Regions from separate parts of the Macaca mulatta genome. Here region 2 is linked to region 1. A link is a contact called in public Hi-C data. All regions are on one chromosome and are shown on one strand. The core of a region is the stretch at or near the end of the contact, and the rest is flanking DNA. Distances in the headings are between cores, read along the strand shown.

Region 1 (6,630 bases), core at 2,957-5,456:
GCTCATAACTCCTGCTAGCCTTAATAGCCTCCACCCTTGTTCTTTGACCATTCCCCTACTATACACACACCTTTCTGTTCCTTGAACCTACCAAGCTTATTGCCATCTTAAGGCATTTGCATTCACTGTTGCCTCTGCCTAGAATAGTTTCTTCCCCAGTTTTTGCAGGGGCTTCATTTCAATTGTAGGCTTAATTTTAGCAATCATAGCAGGTCTTAAATTTCACCTCAGAGGTATTTTCCATCTAAATTCACTTTCTTAACCCTGTGTAATTTTCTAAATAGCAAAGCAGACAAAATGTAGATTGAAATCTTAGTTGGCCAACTTGCTGCTCACTTAGAGGTATGGATTTCAAGGTATGAAATCAGTTATCATTCAACTTTTAATGTCTTCAAGCCTTCACTCTGGAAGGGACAGCCACAAGCAGTATACCATATCCATTATCTGGGATGATAAGAAGTAAAAATGAACTGAGATCAGGTGGAAGTTACCCACTCCTGAATTAGATAATCAGGACACCAGTGGCAGGAGGGGAATTAACAGAAGAACTAATATGCTTCCTACTTTACAACTTTTTATCAGCCTTAGAAATATATTGTCTTAGGGTTTTTACATCCACAGAGAATAAGCCTTCAAGTTTGTCTTGGATACCATGCTTTCCTTGTTCCGTGTTTCTGTATTTTCAGCTCACAAATTGAGATTTAATTTAAAGCACCTGCATGCTAAAATCCTAATTTCTGCATTAAAACTAGTTTTTATTATTTGCACGTGTAAGACATTTAAGAGTGGTAATAGAGTGATGAAGCAGAAAATGTGTTACATTGGAACAGTAATAAAATCAGTGGATAAATGTTTTTAATAATGTTTAATAAACTACATATTTAACAGAAAAGTTGTTAAAGCTAGAAGGTAAGGACATATTGAAGGAGAATCCTTTTTAAGTCCAATTTTAAGGGAATTCACTTTACATGTAAATAAAGCTGAAAATTCAGGAAAATTATTTTGAAGTTTTTCATCACTAACAATTTCTGGGAAACAAAGTTGATCCTATTTTCCCATAGAGGACCCATATTAAAATGTGAGATTATATTCCTATACTGGGATTCAGCATTCAAATAACTAGTCCCAACTTCAATGTCGCAGAACCCCCCCAAAATATATAACTATCCTAAAAATATATACTTTAAAATATAATTTATAGTTCTACTAAATGGGAATAAACATGGCACGCGTTAATTACAAAAGATACTTCACGTACTAGAAAGTGCACCTGTAAGAAAATAAATGACCTAAAACTAAAGCACTTAGGATAATAAACATCATTTTACTTCTATCTTTTAGAATGCTGCTAGGGAAATGGATGACACTTTTTTAAAAGTCCAAATATTTCAACTTTTTTTGGATACATTTTCCTGAAATAAGGGGAGGCATTCAGTCACCTCCATGCTACATGTGTTTCTTCAAAGAAAACATTTTCAAATGTAAGAGCTGACCTAATAGATGTCTCCTTCGTCTTCTCTTACCTTCTCAATTTACTTAAAGCTAAACTTGTAGGGGCTTCACATCAGATGAAAGGTCACTCTGCCTAGCACTTACTGGACTTGCTGTTATCAGAATGCTTTTTCGCTCATGAGAAAACTAGGAGCTACCTGGTCACTGGCACAAACTTACAAAAATCTTATAAAAACTGCTTTTGTCTGCTAAGTCGGTCAAAAGGAATGAGGATAAACTGATACTGGTTATTTACTGAGCAGAACGCTATTCAGTCTATTTGGAATGCTATCCTTAAAGGTACTTTTTCTCTATAAAGAAATCTAGTTAGATGAAATAAATCACAACTGTTTTCACTTCCTCGGGTTGGTTTCCTTTAGCTAGTTTGATGTATGGTAAATGGCTAGGTTAGGGTCATGTGTTAGGTTAACTAGAGGTTTGTGGAATATCTTATTAACAAGAGTATTTCAAGAAAAAACTAGTTAAGGGAAGCTGGTTACCAAATATCTAGTAGGACTGTTGGATAAAACCATCTAATCCTCCACTCTAACACTCATGATGGAGATGTTACAATAACAATCTGGAATCCAAAAGCCTTCCTAACCAGGTTAATATAGCACTTAAGAGTACTTGCTCCAGTTATCTAATCAGTGTTATTTTAGGAGGAGTTACTTTGGATTAATCCTTGATTTGGTGCCTTGGGGAAGACTGGGTGTGGTCTTTGGAACATCCTGTCTATTTAGGCACTGATTATGACTTCCTTGCAATCTCTGCCTCCCCCGGATTAAGGACTCCAGATACCACTGTTCCTGCTGCAGCTGCTGCTTCCTGTTTTCTAAGTGGCTTTGAGTAGCCGTTAGTTTCTGGGCTTGCTCAATTAGCTGCAGTAATTCCTTCTTGAACTGCTGGTTCTCTCTTTTGAGGCCACAGGAGTATTCAAAAATAGACCGCTCTGCTGCCAACTTCAAGGCCTGGGCTTTCTTATTAAGCTCTCTTCTTTTTCTCTTTCCCAGTAGCCTCCTGTCTGGCTCGCTCAGTTGTTTCTCCAGTAATCTTTTCTCCTGGAGGAGCTGGGCCTGTACTTCACGTGTCTTTGCAGCTGTCTCAGCTTGGACTTTCTTTTTCTCCTCCTGTAATGTCTGTATTTCTTTCTCCTGCTTTTCCTTTAATATAGCAATGTCCCTCATTGCCTGCAACTTCCGCTTCAAACTGGATTGGATATTTTCCTTTTGCAAGAGCGCTGTTTTAAGCACTGAAATTTGTTCTGCATATCTGGAGGCTGATTCTTGTCTTCTTCGTTCAATCTCTCCACTTTGTTGTAAATAGCTGTTCCATACCTTCTCAGGTTGCTTTGTGTACTCTTCAGTTTTGTTAGTCAGGTATTCCAGAAAGAACCTGTTTTCAGCCTGGACAAGTAACTTTTCTTGGTATAGCTCCCTGTATTCCTCCAGTAGCTGTTCCCGCTGGATTTGAGCTTGTTTTATATGCTTGTTCAGAACCGTCATTTCCGCCACTATCTTTTCTTTAAGGATTGTCTCCACCTTTGTTAGCTTCTCTGGCTTGACAAAATTATTTATTAGCCTATGATACGGTGGAAGGAGCCTTCTGGGGCCCTCAGCAAACCTGAAAGAACAAATGAGACATTCCTCTCTCAGTTGATGAAACTTTAGGAAGTGCACAACTGTCCTTTATTTATACCAGAGAATATTTCTGAGTACCCAGAATGTTCCAGACATTATGCAAGGTGAGGGGAATCCAGCTAGTGGTAAAAGATGACGGATTTAGCTCATCATTTACAACGTGCGTTCACCACAACCCTGGGAGGTACTATCTCAGTTTTAAAAAGAGAAAACAGGTTCAGAGAGTTTAAGTGAATTGCCCATGACTCACACCACTAGCAAGTGGCAGAGCCTGGGTATGAAAGCCAGATCTTATGACTTACTGAACACTGTTAGCAGCTACAAAGGGCCACAGAAACAGACTGGGTGGTTGCGAGTAGAAATACTTTTCTAAGCTCTTTCATCATCTTTCCTGAGTTTCTGAGAGCCCTTCAGTGAGAAGGAAGCTCCCCTCCAGTACCTATTCGCACCTGGAATCCAAGCATTCATCCTGAAGGTCACGGCAACTGCGTAGTTCACCGAGGGTGATTACCAAGGAATGAGCGCTAGCATCAGGAACCTGCGCCTGCAACTCGCGGGAACAACGTGCAAGTGCGGAAAACTCCCGTAGTTTATCCGTTCGGTGCTCAAAGGGTCTCGGTGCTGCCCAGCAACCCTGGAGGCTGCACCCTGCTCCAGTCCTGGCTGGTCCAGCCCTGAACTGTTTAACCGCCTCGGCTACCGAATAAACCCGAGCAGCCGGTCCTCCAGTGGCTCCGCTCCCCGCTCTCTGCGGGCTCGAAATGAGAGGCATGCGCCTCGTTTTCTTGCTGTGTGAGTCCTGCCCTCGGGACCCCATCTCTTCTCGCCTTCCCCCTGGGGCCAAAAGCCCTCCCAGGCTGCAGAGATCAGAGCCCTTTCCTAGCTCCCTTCAGCCTTCCTCTCGCTTGCTCAGCGCCCCCACTTCCTCGCCACTGTCACTAGTTGGCTCACCAGCCCTGCCCGATACTAAGAAGATGCCCTGGCAACTACCGCGCCCCTTCACGCTCCTTTCTGACGCTTTGGTTCTGTTTTCGTTCGCTGCCCAGAACATCGCGGAAGTTTCTCTAGCCATGCGGTGTCTCTATGGTCAGGTGGGCGGGGCCAGGAGGAAGATGGCGGCTCCCGCAGCTGCAGCTGAGCCCCAGGCTTCTGGGGGTCCGCGGCACCCAGTGTGTCTGTTGGTGTTGGGAATGGCGGGATCCGGGAAAACCACCTTTGTACAGGTGACGTACACAGCGTGGGTGTAGTAGGGGAGCGCAAAAGGTTGCCTCCGACAGGCGGAAGGCCAGGGAGAAAGGGAGGGAGGTCTCCGAGGATTTGGAGGGTATCGGCGCATGGGTTTCGGTCGTTTCCCATCAACTTTAGTTCCTTCCCCGGCAAAGCCTCCTCGGGCCCTAGCCAGGTTAATTAAGGCTGTCTTCTGTGCACCTTCAGTGCATACTCGGTCAGCTTACCACGTTGTACAGGAATTGTCTTGCTGATAAAATTGCCAGTTTCTCGAAGGCAGGGGCTTACAAGTAACTTTAGAGATTAATACAGTGCTAGCACACAGGTTTTGGTGAAGATTTGCCGAAGAATTATTTCTTGCACGCCTGTCATGTACCATTCACTGGGGATATAGCGAAAATTAGGTTGACAAGATTCATTCATGGGGCTAAATATTTAATGGAGGAGATAGAGAAAACCCACATACGAAGAATCAAAACAAGTAAACAAGTGACTATGAGTAGGGGAAGTTTTGTTAGATGGGTGATGAAGAAAGGTAGCATTTGAACTGAGAGTTGTATCTTGGTGGTGGATATAGTGGGTGGATATTTCAGGTAAAAGAAAATCTAAGTGCAAAACTCTTAAGGCATGGGTGGTAAAGGAAGTTCTCTCTTGTCCCCTCTTTGTCTCCTTCCAACCTTCTCCCCATATCTCTGCAGAGGCTCACAGGACACCTGCATGCCCAAGGCACTCCACCTTATGTGATCAACCTGGATCCAGCAGTACATGAAGTTCCCTTTCCTGCCAATATTGGTGAGTAAACCGGTAACATAACTTGTGTGAAGTGCTTTAAAGAGAATGGAAAAGGCCGGGCGCAGTGGCTCACCCCTGTAATCCCAGCACTTTGGGAGGTCGAGGCAGGTAGATGAAGAGGTCAGGAGTTCAAGACCAGCCTGGGCAAGATGGTGAAACCCCATCTCTACTAAAAATACAAAAAATTAGCCAGGCGCGGTGGCAGATGCCTGTAATTCCCGCTACTCGGGAGGCTGAGGCAGGAGAATTGCTTGAATCCGGGTGGCAGAGGTTGTAGTGAGCTAAGATAGCACCACTGCACTCCAGCCTAGGCAATAGAGTCAGACTCTCCAGCCTGCCAGTCTTCAGTGCCTTCTTTTTTGATGTTTTCTAAACTATCTACTTTCATTTCCTTTGGATTTGCTTGAGTTCCTAAACAGCTTAGGCTTTTTTTGTTGTTGTTGTTGTTGTTTTTTTTATAGAGTCTCTGTCACCCAGCAGGCCAGAGTGCAGTGGCGTGATTCACAGCTCACTGCAGCCTCAACATCCCAGGCTCAAGTGATCCTCCCACCTCAGCCTCCTGCCACCATGCTGGGCTAGTTTTGTTTTGTTTGGAGAGACAAGGCCTCTCTATGTTGCCCAGGCTGGTCTTGAACTCCTGGGCTCAAGTGATCCTCCTGCCTTGGCCTCCCAAAATGCTGGGATTACAGGTGTGAGCCACTGTGCCCAGCCTAATTCCTTTTTAAAAATCATGTCTGCATTGCCTTTGCATTGCGTTTGTTAGTAATAGGCAATTAGTAAGAAGCTTTTTTTCCCCCTTGATTTTTGCCTCCCTTTTTCTAGGCGTGTTTGACTTGTGTGAAACTTCTCACTTTGTGGAGACAAAACTCTCTACCATAACTTTAGAGCTCCTAGCCCTAACATTCTTCATGAATTACTTGACATTTATTCTTTGTAAGGAAGGAAACCAGTGTGAAAGTGGAGGTGGTAGAAGAGAATGCTGACAAGAGAAGGCTAGAAGGCCAGTTTCACTTTCCTGCTGGTAGGGAATGTGCATGTATTACATTCCAGTTAATTCTTTTCTTTCTCCTCAGATATTCGTGACACTGTAAAGTATAAAGAAGTCATGAAACAGTATCCTTTTCCATCTACTTTGGTCTTGACTCATTCCTGGCTTCGTTTCTGTGTATTTTGTGGCTTGAAAGAGTGTTTTTGCCTTTTCCCTGTGAAATATACAAGCAAAAGGATGGAAGCTGATTGTGGCAGAGGTAGGTGATCAGAAATATTATTTCAGCTTGAGATTTTAGTTTTTTTACTGTCTCCCCAGATGGCAGGCTGTTGTAATTAAAGAGCAGAGAGTAGGACAGGATAACTGACAGCTACCTGGGTCCCACAAGGTAGTATTTTGCCTTGGAGGATCATCTGTTGGTCACCACCTCTTTAGACTGGGAAACTCAGAAATGAGTGGGTTTAGTTGGATTAACTCTTAGTAAATTGCTGT
Region 2 (6,630 bases), core at 2,207-4,706, 45 kb before region 1:
CCAAATTATCTTTCACAGGCTAAGACTGACTTCTCAGAACAGTTCCAGCTGCTGCAAGATCTGCAGCTAAAAATAGCAGCAAAACTCTTAAGGAGTCAAATACCCCCTGATGTGCCTCCACCTCTAGCTTCAGGTCTAGTCCTAAAATACCCTATCTGCCTACAGTGTGGTCGATGTTCAGGACTTAACTGCCATCATAAATTACAGACCACTTCGGGGCCTTATCTTCTTATCTATCCACAGCTCCATCTTGTACGCACTTCTGAAGGCCATGGTGAGATTCGGTTGCATCTTGGCTTTAGGCTGCGAATTGAGAAAAGACCCCAAATCTCAAAGTATCGTGAAAGAGATAGACCCATCATACGGAGAAGCCCTATATTACCATCACGAAGGAAAGCTAAAATCTATACTCAAGCTTCCAAGAGTCCTGCTTCCACAATAGATTTGCAGTCTGGGCCTTCCCAGTCCCCTGCTCCTGTACAATTCTACATCAGGCGAGGACAACGCAGCAGCCCTGACCTAGTAGAAAAGACAAAAATTAGAGCACCTGGGCACTATGAATTCACTCAAGTTCACAACCTACCAGAGAGTGACTCTGAAAGCACTCAGAATGAAAAACGGGCTAAAGTGAGAACCAAAAAGACCTCTGATTCAAAATATCCAATGAAGAGAATCACCAAGGGACTTAGAAAACACAGAAAGTTCTACAAAAACAGCAGAACCACAATAGAGAGTCCCTCTAGGGAATTACCAGCCTATTTAAGAAGGAAGAGGATTGGAGCAACTCAGACAAGTACTGCCTCTTTAAAAAGACAACCTAAGAAACCTTCCCAGCCCAAGTTCATGCAACTGCTTTTTCAGAGCCTAAAGCGGGCATTCCAAACAGCACACAGAGTTATAGCTTTTGTTGGGCGGAAGCCTGTGGACAGGACAAGGCCAGACAATTTGTGGGGAAGCAAAAACTATTATCCAAAACAAAACACCAGGGACTATTGCTTACCAAGCAGTATCAAAAGAGACAAGAGGTCAGCTGACAAGCTAACACCAGCAGGCTCAACCATTAAGCAGGAGGACATATTGTGGGGAGGAACGGGCCAGTGCAGATCAGCTCAACAGCAAAGAAGAGCTCACTCTTTCCAACCCAGACCTCTTCGACTGCCCAAGCCTACAGATTCCCAAAGTGGTATTGCTTTCCAAACTGCCTCAGTGGGGCAGCCTCTGGGAAGTGTTCAAAAGGACAGTAGTAGCAGATCAAAGAAAAACTTCTATAGAAATGAAACCTCAAGCCAGGAGTCTAAGAACTTGTCCACACCAGGAACCAGAGTTCAGGCCCGAGGAAGAATCCTACCTGGTTCCCCTGTGAAGAGAACCTGGCACCGACACCTTAAAGAGAAACTCACACACAAGGAGCACAACCACCCCAGCTTCTATAAGGAGAGAACCCCACGCAGTCCTTCCGAGAGAACCCGTCATAACCCCTCTTGGAGAAACCATCGCAGTCCCTCTGAGAGAAGCCAACGCAGTCCCTCGGAGAGAAGACATCACAGTCCCTCGGAGAGAAGACAACACAGTCCCTCTCAGAGGAGCCACCGTAGTCCCTCTCGGAAAAACCATTCCAGTCCCTCTGAGAGAAGCCGTCGCAGTCTCTCTTGGAGGAATCACTGCAGTCCCTCAGAGAGGAGCTGTCACAGTCTCTCTGAAAGGGGCCCTCACAGTCCCTCTCAGAGGAGCCATCGCAGTCCCTCTCAGAGAAGACATCACAGTCCCTCTGAGAGAAGCCATCGCAGTCCCTCTCAGAGGAATCATCGTGGTCCCTCTCAGAGAAGGTATCATAGTCCCTCAGAAAGAAGCCGTAGCAGTCCCTCTGAGAGAAGACATCGCAGTCCCTCTGAGAGAAGATATCGCAGTCCCTCTCAGAGGAGCCACAGCAGTCCCTCTGAGAGAAGACATCGCAGTCCCTCTGAGAGAAGACATCACAGTCCCTCTGAGAGAAGACATCGCAGTCCCTCTGAGAGAAGACATCACAGTCCCTCTGAGAGAAGATATCGCAGTCCCTCTCAGAGGAGCCACAGCAGTCCCTCTGAGAGAAGACAACACAGTCCCTCTCAGAGAAGACATCGCAGTCCCTCTCAGAGGAGCCATCGCAGTCCCTCTCAGAGAAGATATCATAGTCCCTCAGAAAGAAGCCGTAGCAGTCCCTCTGAGAGAAGACATCGCAGTCCCTCTGAGAGAAGACATCGCAGTCCCTCTCAGAGGAGCCATCGCAGTCCCTCTCAGAGAAGACATCGCAGTCCCTCAGAGAGAAGCCATCGCAGTCCCTCTCAGAGAAGCCATCGCAGTCCCTATGAGAGAAGACATCACAGTCCCTCTGAGAGAAGACATCACAGTCCCTTGGAGAGGAGCCGTCACAGTCTCTCTGAGAGGAGCCATCGCAGTCTCTCAGAGAGGAGCCATCGCAGTCCCTCTGAGAGGAGATCTCACAGGTCCTTTGAGAGGAGCCATCGTAGGATTTCTGAGAGAAGTCACAGTCCCTCAGAGAAGAGCCCCCTCAGTCCCTTGGAAAGAAGCCGTTGCAGTCCCTCTGAGAGGAGAGGACACAGTTCCTCTGGGAAAGCCTGTCACAGTCCCTCTGAGAGAAGCCATCACAGTCCCTCTGGGATGAGGCAAGGGAGGCCCTCTGAGAGGAGCCATCGCCGTTCCTGTGAGAGAACCCGTCACAGTCCCTCTGAGATGAGGCCAGGGAGGCCCTCTGGGAGGAACCATCGCAGTCCCTCTGAGAGGAGCCGACGCAGTCCCCTTAAGGAGGGACTCAAGTACAGTTCCCCTGGGGAGAGGCCCAGCCATAGTTTGTCTAGAGATTTCAAGAATCAGACAAGTCTCCTCGGCACCACACATAAAAATCCCAAAGCAGGACAAGTGTGGAGGCCTGAAGCTACTCGATGAGGCGGGGCCCGCCCCTATTATTCATTGTCCTAAGTCTTCATCGTGCTGCCCTTTCCAGGCTTCTTTCCTGCTCAGCCACTGCCTCCAATTCCTGCGCCCCCAGCGTGGAAAGGCTTCCATGTCTCTCTACCGGGGGGAGGCGTGTGAGAATGGGTCTGTAATTTCTCTAAGATCAATAAAGGGGCAGTACATGATCTCCCTGTGCATCTGGACTGAGACCACTGGGCGGGTGGGTGGGGAAAGCAGGCTGGAAGGACACGAGGAGTTGTGCAAAGGTTCGGAATGAGAGCCAGGGGTTTTGAGGCCCGGTCGAGGCTCCAAGCTCCGCCCCTTCGCTCCAGATCCCACCCATAAGTTCCCGGGTCCGCGTCGCAATCCCAGTGGGGCGGGGTCTCAGAGGAATCGGAGGGTGACTCGTCACGTGACTCGCTCCGGCCGCAGCCCCCTCGGAAGCTGCTAGGCGGAAGTAGAAGTTCAGAAGAGGGCTAGGCGGAGCCGAACCCACATCCGGGAGAGGCGAGGAGAGCGGAAGTGGCGTTGGTCTGGCCGGAGCCCTTGGGTGAAATTGTTAGGCGTGGAGAGGGAGTGATGTCTTCCAGACTCGGTGCTGTACCCGCCGTGAGTTTCTTGGTTTGACCGTTATGCTTTAGAGGTAGCGCTGTCGAGCCCGGAACATGCGGTCCCTCGCTTTTGTCCCATGCTCAGAGTTGGTTTTATCAGAGGCCATCGTAGGCCCCACCCTTCTAGATCAGATCACCTGTCCCCTTTTTCTTTACCCACGTTCTGCTGCCTGTACCCTACCTCCTTGAATTTAATTCCTCGCCACATTGCCATTAGTTTCTATTCCTTTTACATCCCCAATGTCTCTCATATCCGTTGTCTTTTCTTTTGGCCTCCCTTTTAGAGCCTGGGACAGGGCTTTGAGAATGGGGGAAGACGAAGGCTCTGGTATTGTTACCCGCCTTTGCACTGCTGGAAGATAGGACAGCATATTTTTCCTAAAAGGTGTTGCCTTCTTGTGTTTGAGGTGGTTGCCCCGGGAGAGCTTCATTTCTTCTGGGCATAGGGGAATTCGTCTTTTTGTGGTCGAGGTTCAGAGGTCCCTAGCACTCACTCGTGTGCTTGTGATTTGCTAGACTTCGGGACCCACAACCTTTAAGCAGCAGAGGAGCACGAGGATCGTGGGAGCTAAGAAGTAAGTGAGGTTTTCTAAGGTCCTTTTATGATTGTGTCGCCAGCGCTGTCCAGTAGAACTTCTTCCTGTGATGAAAATGTTCTGTATCTGCATTGTCCAGTATCATAGCCACTAACCCTGTGTGGATTTTGAGTAGTTGAAATGTGGCTAGTGCAAATGAGGGACTGAATTTTAAATTTTATTTGCTAAGTAAGTTAGGTTTCTAAGGTTCTTGTGTGATTTTGTGGCCAGCGCTGTCCAGTAGAACTTCTTGTGACGAAAATGTTCTGTATCTTCACTGTCTAGTATCATAACTACTAGCCCTGTACAGCTTTTGAGCGCTTGAAATGTGGCTAGTGCGACTGAGGGGTTGAATTTTAAATTTTATTTAATTTTAACTAACTTTAAATAGCCACCTGTAGCTAGTGGCTATCGGATTGGACAGTGTAGGTCTAAGTCTGGTGTGTGGGAGAAAAACCTAGCTTGCATAAAAAGAGTACAAATTATAATAAAAATGGAACCAGTGACTCAGTGGTAATTCCGTATATCTCCAGACATCAATTTCGTGCACATAAATACAGTGATGAACTTGGGATGGATGATTTAAAAAAATGGCCGTAAGAAATCCTTATATTTTTAAACTACTTGGCTGTAAGACTGGTTTGTTATTTAGTACCCTGAAGGTGCTTAGTTTTTCCATGGTTAATACAAAAGAAAACATTCTTGTTAACTAGACATTAAATGGATTCATTCATTCAGGTGACATTTACTACATGTTTGCTGTGTGCCAGTTCTGTAGTAGGTTAGGTATACAGGCATGAAAAACAACTAGCAGTCTAGAAGGGGAGATAGGCAAGTAGATCAACACAGTTCATTGTAATAAGTAAATATTTTTAAATGGGAATTTAATTTAGCCTTTGGGGAAAGGGAGTGATAGTTTGGAAGGGAAGGATTATCAGAGCAGGTCACTCCTAAGTAGAAACCTGAAAGTTGAATCATACAGTTAGTGAGAAGGAGAAAGGTTTTTCAGAACAGAGAACAGTATGTGAACGTGTGGAAAAAGTTAATGGGATAGTAAGTAGTTCTGTGTGGGATGGAGGATGAGGGATTGCAGGGAGAGCATTTAGAGAGGTTAGTAGGGGCTAGACCATGAAGGACCTGTTATGGCATACTAAAGTGTTTGGATTTTATCCTGGAAGAGATAATGAGGGAATGACATAGCCAGATAATTGGTCTTAGGCCACTCTGGCAGCATTATGAGGGATGGATTTGGAAGGGTACTGGGAAACTGGTTCAGAGGTTATTATGATAGCCTAACAGATTAATAAAGAACATGCAGCCTGTGGTGGGAACAATACATAGGGAATACATAGGGAACAACGTATAGGGAGCATACAGGTTGTGATGATAAGTGAGTAAGAGAAGGAAGATAGGATGTCTATGGGTTTCTGGCTTTGGCCATCAGGTGAATTTTGGTGTAATTCACAGAACTAGGAATTTCTGAATGAGGAGCAACATTTGGAACAAAATCAAATAGGTTTGGACCTCAGATGAACGGCTGGTCTGAAATACAGAGTTGGGAATCATCAGCTGTAAAAAATAATTGGAAACATGATGTTTTCCTCCACAAGCTGAGAGTTTTAATGGGCTCTTCTAGTTAAAGTGGTTAGAGCGATGTTTCTCAGTATGAACCTTGGTCACCTAGAGATAATTGTTAAAAAATAAGATTATTAAGTCCCTATGCATTAACCAGATTTGGAATCATTGGGTTTAGGGCGTGGAAATCTTTATTTTTAACTAGCTTCCTACGAGATTGTGGCATTTGAGAGTCAATGGTGAGAAGTGAGACCAGAGAAGAGTAGAGCATGGAGAACACCGGCTTTTAAAGACTGGGTAGAATTAAATAAGTTTACAAAGAATAACAAGATGAACTAAAGTACTCTTCTAATGAAATCTAAACATATGCATGTAGAAGAATGAGCTAGGGATGGCCGGGCGCGGTGGCTCAAGCCTGTAATCCCAGCACTTTGGGAGGCCGAGACGGGCGGATCACAAGGTCAGGAGATCGAGACCATCCTGGCTAACCCGGTGAAACCCCGTCTCTACTAAAAAATACAAAAAACTAGCCGGGCGAGGTGGCGGGCGCCTGTAGTCCCAGCTACTGGGGAGGCTGAGGCAGGAGAATGGCGTAAACCCGGGAGGCGGAGCTTGCAGTGAGCTGAGATCCGGCCACTGCACTCCAGCCTGGGCGACAGAGCGAGACTCCGTCTCAAAAAAAAAAAAAAAAAAAAAAAAGAAGAATGAGCTAGGGGCTTTTAAAATTTTTTGCTAGATCAGAAAGGAGTTGAAAATAGGCTAAACTTTTTATGTTTGTGATCAGAAGCTGAGAGTTGCCACACTGGTGACAACAAATTATAAAATAAATACAATTATGGTAGTCATTGTATCGCAACAAAACTTTTTCTTGTTATATGTATGGAAAGGGAAGTTTGAGCTTAATCTGGTTTTTTACA

Evidence for each region. A called contact is a pair of places that touch in the nucleus more often than the background predicts.
Region 2: a Hi-C map of cortical neurons shows a contact between it and region 1, with 2.5 times the contacts expected there. The contact joins the promoter of ZNF512 here to the promoter of CCDC121 in region 1. A contact is called at or near these places in 2 of 14 Hi-C or Micro-C datasets (cortical neurons and fetal cortex germinal zone).

Annotation. Positions count from the first base shown.
Region 1 is chr13:97,365,176-97,371,805 of T2T-MMU8v2.0, reverse strand. CCDC121 (coiled-coil domain containing 121) reads right to left here and starts at 4,206. Exons shown (of 2, transcript XM_001099612.5): 1 at 3,581-4,206; 2 at 851-3,114. The coding sequence starts at 3,948. The coding sequence ends at 2,160. GPN1 (GPN-loop GTPase 1) reads left to right here and starts at 3,358. Exons shown (of 15, transcript XM_077959832.1): 1 at 3,358-3,392; 2 at 4,581-4,634; 3 at 5,059-5,150; 4 at 6,224-6,263. The coding sequence starts at 3,373.
Region 2 is chr13:97,409,670-97,416,299 of T2T-MMU8v2.0, reverse strand. ZNF512 (zinc finger protein 512) reads left to right here and starts at 3,456. Exons shown (of 16, transcript XR_013402889.1): 1 at 3,456-3,561; 2 at 4,080-4,138. SPATA31H1 (SPATA31 subfamily H member 1) reads left to right here. Exons shown (of 8, transcript XM_077959808.1): 7 at 1-1,826; 8 at 1,971-3,430. The coding sequence ends at 2,943. It overlaps LOC144333828 (a long non-coding RNA gene), which reads right to left. Exons shown (of 2, transcript XR_013402914.1): 2 at 3,472-6,098.